2 separate regions of the Mus musculus genome follow, and region 1 is linked to region 2. The links are chromatin contacts, called in public promoter capture Hi-C maps. All regions are on one chromosome and are shown on one strand. The core of a region is the stretch at or near the end of the contact, and the rest is flanking DNA. Distances in the headings are between cores, read along the strand shown. Region 1 overlaps D930030F02Rik (a long non-coding RNA gene). Region 2 overlaps Ano1 (anoctamin 1, calcium activated chloride channel).

Evidence for each region. Capture Hi-C pulls out chosen DNA fragments and counts their contacts.
Region 1: a contact with region 2 is called in a promoter capture Hi-C map of adipose tissue. The contact joins two enhancer-like sites. A contact is called at or near these places in 1 of 39 promoter capture datasets (neural stem cells), 2 of 15 datasets of contacts at CTCF or cohesin (the G1E-ER4 cell line and embryonic stem cells), 53 of 484 Hi-C or Micro-C datasets (the 63-12 cell line, the AML12 cell line, B cells and 40 more), 9 of 115 datasets of contacts at active chromatin or transcription factors (T-cell acute lymphoblastic leukemia, embryonic fibroblasts, embryonic stem cells and 5 more) and 3 of 9 other capture datasets (adipose tissue, liver and pancreatic islet).

The regions. Positions count from the first base shown.
Region 1 is chr7:144,762,521-144,765,518 of GRCm38.p6, reverse strand. All of the region lies in intron 5 of D930030F02Rik (a long non-coding RNA gene), which reads right to left. Among named protein-coding and RNA genes, the nearest start is that of D930030F02Rik, 22 kb to the right of the region's middle. Within about 2 kb of position 1,443, at least 13 of the 459 cell types and tissues checked have an H3K27ac peak or open chromatin away from gene starts, as enhancers often do. A contact at or near this core is called in adipose tissue, where this site is marked.
Region 2 is chr7:144,603,453-144,606,530 of GRCm38.p6, reverse strand. It overlaps Ano1 (anoctamin 1, calcium activated chloride channel), which reads left to right. Exons shown (of 26, transcript NM_178642.6): 22 at 2,938-3,078. Among named protein-coding and RNA genes, the nearest start is that of Fadd, 23 kb to the right of the region's middle. Within about 2 kb of position 1,575, at least 5 of the 459 cell types and tissues checked have an H3K27ac peak or open chromatin away from gene starts, as enhancers often do. A contact at or near this core is called in adipose tissue, where this site is marked.

The DNA of each region.
Region 1 (2,998 bases), core at 194-2,693, 160 kb before region 2:
CCTCTGTAAGAGCAGCCAGTGCTTTTGCCCAGTAAGCCATCTCTCTAGGCCTCCATTCATTGCTCTAATCTTAAAAGGCATCTTAGCATACTCACTGTTTCTTGGCAAGTGTGAGTCCAGGAGGAGACACACAGAGTCCTATACGCATCTGTTTCCATGGCTTCATGTCAGAGTGCTTCAGAAACAGCAGGCAAGTTCTGATCTCTGCTCAGCAGCTTCCAGGCATTCTGAATGTGTTGCAAGTCTAGGCCTTGTTTTCCTGCCAGGCGACCTTCTTGGGTTCAGACCCCTGCCCTGGGCCAGACCTCTAGAAGTCCCAACAGCATCAAGCAGGCCTGGCTGCAAAGGCCACGCGGCTCAACATAAACAGCTTGGTAACTTAGCAAGTATCCCCGGGGTCCCTCCTCTGTTGCTGGGAGACTATCTGCACCAGAGGCTGCGTGGCCAAGTGGCTTCACAGATCGAGGAGTGTCCAGCCATCTTTAGTTGTAGACTTTGCCTAGGGTCCTTGACTCTTCTGGAAACCCACAGGACCAGCACAACTGCAGGGTCATGCAGAAAGACCCAAACTGGCCCCTTGCACCAACCTATTCCCGCCTGTCCACTGTGAGCATGAGCCACTGTCCTGGGAGAGACCTCAAGCTGGCCAGAGCTCTCTCTGGCTGGATGCCAGAGCTCATCAGCCAATCTGTCCGGGTGTTTAGTCCAAGAGCAGGGCTGGAGATGCTGGCTTTGAAGTCTTGCCTTCGTGTTGCTGGGTTGTGACCCCAGCCTCTGCCTCTTATAATTAAAACTGCTTGGCTGACGGCATTCTCTCTTCAGAGATAGACTGGTGAGAAGGGAGGAGGCACATGGGGCAGGGTGCCTTCCAGAGTTGGCACAAACACAGCCTTTCCTTTGCAGGAGCTTGCCCACAGCCTTTGTATATGCTCAGCCTTGCAAGAGCGCCCCCAGGACCTTTGCTTGTGCTGGGCCTTCTGGCCTGTATCTGGCTCTGTCCCTTTTGACATGAGTTAATGGTTTTTTGTTTTGTTTTGCTTTGTTTTCCCCTCTTCCTCATTGATAATCCTAAAGCCCAGAGCTCACAGCAACCTTTTATTAAAGAGAGAGGCTGCAGTCTCCAGGCAGACTCCACAGAGGCCAGCCTAGGCTCAGAGCTGGGCTGTGCATCTTTGGCACCCTTTACACTGATACAGAACTTTCTGTGTTGTGGGCTGTCCCAGTCTCTCTACATTACATCTGTCCTAGTTTTGATGACACTAAAGTTGTCTCCATCCACAGTTTCCCTTAGGGGTAGCCTGTCCCCAGGGATGGTGGGTTCACCTTAGTTCAGAGGAAGGAGAGGGACCCGGAAGATCAAGAGAGAGGGAGGAAGCCTGGGCCCTGCCTCGGAGGCCCTGGCCATGCTGCTTGCTGTCCTGCTGCCTGAGGGATTGTGGGACAGACCAGCCTAAGACCTGAGTCATCACCACCCCCAGAACCTGAGCCCTTCATGCCCTCCTACTAACTGAACTGAGTCCCTTCCAGGATCTACCTTTACTTCCAGACCCAAGCTCCCAAGACTGAGTTCCCCTCCCAGGATGTGATTTTTTTTCTTTTCAATTTCCCAAATCACAGGGTCCACGGCACCCAGGAAACATGCCACAGGCTGGCCCAGTGTGCATTCCTCTGGAGTCAGAGCTTGCAGTCAGAAGAAAAGGTAGCTGCTCTGAATGGGTCTGGTCTCCTGCCCAGTGTGTAGCCTCCAGAGCTGGACTGACGATGCTCTGCACCTCAGCAAGAATAGCTGGCCCTAATGTGTCACACCCTAGGGATGGGCCCAGATGGCCCTTTTTTGTATTTTATGTCATATTTTGGTTGATGTTCATGGCTCCTCTTAGGCTTCAGTTCGACGAGGGCTACATACAGCATGTGAGTGCAGAGACCTTTCTAGGTTCACAGAGAGGTCCACAGACAGGCAGGATTGCAAGAGTCTGGAAAAGGGGGCTCAGCCCGGACAAATACTGTTGCTCTGTCCAGCTGCAGAGGGAGGGCCAGCTTGCAGTCTGTGGTGGCTTTGAAAGCACTGTCCAGCCCCAGTCACTTCCATACTCAACCATGGAGTAAGGCCCCAGATGACCAGCATGGCATAGGCTGACAATCTTCAGAGTTCTCAGATAGCTCTGAGGTTGGGGAGGATACGATCCTGAGAGAAGATGGAAGCTGAAATCCAAGGGTGGAAGATGTAGGCACATGGGCTCCTGAGGCAGACACTTTGCCTGTGGGATTCCCAGGCCAATTGGAGTCCCAGGGCACCTCTGTAAGGCCATGTTAGACCCCGATAATGATGTGGAGTGACCCCTCTGCTTGCTCCAGGGAAGCCGACCTGAAGGAGGCAGGCGCAGTCTCCCAGACCTCGTGGCTGCCTAGCCACCCGCATTTCCCACGCCTCCCCCTCAGCTGCAGGGGACAGACCAGGCCCCAGGAGGGAGGCTATTACAGGGACTGACCCAGGACACCCGGAAGCCAGTACCGTGAGAACGCGTGGGCTGACAGAGAGGGGCCCAGAGAGCCCGCTGTGGCTCTGAAGCCCGCAGGCTGGGAGTGGCCTGTCCATCAACCCAGGCTGGCTGGAAATACCTCTCCAGGTCTCAGTTTCAGGCTCTAGAGAGTCCTACCTGCTTCTCTACCTCCACCTGTGGCTCCCCAGGGAGCATTCTTGTAAGAGGGAACCAGGTGAGGGCCCCAAGGATGAGACCTGCTGGGATCTCCCAGCTTCAGCTAGGGGTGAGTGGCCTGGGGAGACATGGCGTTCTTTGTGCATGACTGGCTGGAAGATGATGGCTCGTTCTGGCAGAATGGAATCTAATCTGACCCTGGGAAACTGATGGCTGGTAACAATGGCCTTGGAGATCTTCACTTGGGTCAAGCATATTCCTGGGAACAGACGCCTGCTGAGAAAGCCTGTTGAAGCACGGAGGCTCATCCCCATGACTGCTTACCCTGGCCTGTCATGTGC
Region 2 (3,078 bases), core at 326-2,825:
AGCTGACATCATAAGTTAGTTGCCCCCCCCCTTTTCTGTCTGTCTCACAGAAGGATGGAGCCCTGTAGAGGGAAGACCTTTCCTTCTCACTCTTGACTGTTGTCCCCCTACCCTAGAATGGGCCCAAGTATACAGCAGATACTCAATGCATGCCTGAGTATATAGCAGATGTTCAGTGCATGATCACTGAACATATGGATAAGCGAGCACAGACAGGAAGACTCAAGCAGAGGGGGCTTAGACTGGCATGGCCTCAGCCTCCATGGACAGGACTCAAGCATGCAGTATCAGGTCCTGGCTGGGAAGGGGCTGCTCTGGACTCTGCATTATCCACAGTGCTGAAAAGCAAGGCAGGCCTGGTATGTGGCCACAGAGCTCCTCAGCCTTGGCGTAGAGGACAATGGTGACCTCCAGGCTGAAGCAGTGGCCAGAGCATTCTGCCCCCATAAACACCTCCCAGCTACTCTCTGTTCATGTTCCCAGCTGGAATCATCTCACCCCAAAATTCAGGAGATTATGGGGGTGGGGAGCAAACAGGACTCCAGGCTCCTTTCTTTCCCTGTTCATCCCCAGAGCCATGGCCAATAGAGTCTGGGTACTGGTCTCCCTTACCCCCAAAGTCAGGCCTCCACTCTCTGAGGAGGCTCTGGAAACAAGATACCACAGAGAAGCACCCTGTAGTTGACAGAGACATGGTCAGTTATCTTACTACTGAAATCTCACCTCAGGCTCCCATGATCCTCCAGGGCTTAGGAATAAGGAGATCTCAGGCACAAAGGTCTCTTTGTTATGTGTCAAGTAGCTTAGCCCAGCCCAGCACCAGGGTGCAGTACTAGCCTGGCTCTCTCTCTTGGTCACATCAGCTGCCATCTTGTCCTCCAGGAAATCTAAGGCTAGTATGGGGGCTCACAGCTATGGATGGAAGGATATCCCACACTAGCTTCAGTTCCAGAATCCTTCCCTCCCACTTCCCCTCCACTTTCTCTTTCTCATCCCCTTCATGATGGATGAGGCAGTGACATCACTCTGAGTGAAAAAACCAAGGCTAGGACTGTAGCTCCTTTGGCAGATGCTTGCCTAACATGTACAAGGCCCTGGGTTCAATCACCAGCATAAACCAGGCATGGTAGTGCAGACCTATACTGCAATCCCAGCACTTGAGAAGCAGACAGACCCATCAGAAGGTCAAGGTCATGTTTAGCTATATAGTAAACTGGAAGCCAACCTGGGCTACATGAGTCCTTGTGTCAAAAAATTTTTTTAAAGTGGGAAAGCCCACCTACAGCAGCAACCTTGAGCCTGAGCCTCATGCACATAACCATGGCACATGGCTGGTCCTGTTTCATCATAACCTACACACACACACACACACACACACACACACACACACACACACATACCAACACCTCCATTCCTCAGCAGAGGCATCCCATCCTGCTGCCCATACTTTAGGGCCAAAGAGAGGTCACCAAGACATCTGGGAGACAGTTCCCACAGCCTCCTGCCCTGCTTACCTTGCTAACAATAGCCATACTCAGCCATCTGAGCACAGAGTGACATTCTGTAGCTTCCTTATTTACCCCTGGCACGGAGCAGCCTTTGGACCAGGTCCCACTATACAGCCTCTGGACCAGCTCTCCGACTCTCATCCCTCTGATGACCTTTTCCTGACCTGTTTCAACTCAAGTTGATTGCGGCTTCTAGGTCTGAAGAAGCCCAGAGCTGGTGAACAGCAACGTGAAGCCTGGGGACAAAAGGCTGGGACAGTCCCAGAAGACATGTCCTCCTACTCTCCTAGGCCTGATGGAAGAGGAAAAGAGGGACTCTTTAAACAGTTATGGGAGCAGGTCTTCCTGACCCTAGGGAGATTTGGGCACAGGGATGGGCCGGGCCAAGCCAGGCCATGCGCCCACTTGGATCTGCCTATGAGCAGATATTTCATAAGATTGGACCTGTGAACTTCAAGCATGCATGTAACTCAGCAGTCATACCAGGGTGAACATGACCAGAGCACATTTATAAACAAGTATAAAAATTACACAGTGTAGAGCTGGCAAGATGCCTCAGTACATGAAGTGCTTTCTACACAAACATGAAGAAATGAATTCAGTTCCCAGAACCCTTGTAACAAGCCAAGGGTAGTGGTGGTGTGCTTGTAATCCTAGCACTGAGGAGGGAAAAGCAGGAGGTTCCCTAGAGCTTCCTGGACAGTCAGTCTAGGCTACTATGAGCCCCAAGTCCCAGTGAGAGAGTCTACTTAAAAAAAGAAGAAGAAAAGAAAAGAAGAGAAGGGAAGGGAAGGGAAGGGAAGGGAAGGGAAGGGAAGGGAAAAGAGAAGAGAAGAGAAAAGAAAAAAGAAAAGAAAAGAAAAGAAAAGAAAAGAAAAGAAAAGAAAAGAAATAGGAAAAGGGTAGTTGACACCTGAAAACTAGCATTTACAGTGTCTTCTGGTCCCCATGCACACATGTACACCCATGCAAATGTGCACATATATGCACAGACACACAATAAAATAATCCAGACATGATGGTACAGTGCCATCCTTGGGAAGCTGGGGCAGGAGAATTGTCACAAGTTCAAAGCCAGCCATGTTGAATTCCAGATACAGAGACTTCTGTCTTCAGTTCCTGGGACCTGGGCACTGTCCAAGATGATAGTGGCTCTGGCTCTGGCTCTGGCGCTCTCTCTCTCTCTCTCTCTCTCTCTCTCTCTCTCTCTCTCTCTGGAGGGAGGCAGGTCCATGGAGATGAACTCCTTTGAGGCAGGGTACCAGGCAGCCCTGGTCTGAACCATGCGGGGTTGCGGGGCTCCACGCAGCTGCACTGCTGATGGTGTGCAAGGTGCTGTGTGGTGTGCAGGGCAATGCACAGCTGTACTGCTGACAGTGTACAGGGCACTGTGTGGCTACACAGCTGACACTGTGTGCTCTCCCTGCAGTCATTCAGTTCGGCTTTGTCACCCTGTTTGTTGCGTCCTTCCCTCTGGCTCCACTCTTCGCCCTGCTAAACAACATCATTGAGATCCGCCTGGATGCCAAAAAGTTTGTCACCGAGCTACGGAGGCCAGTAGCCATCAGAG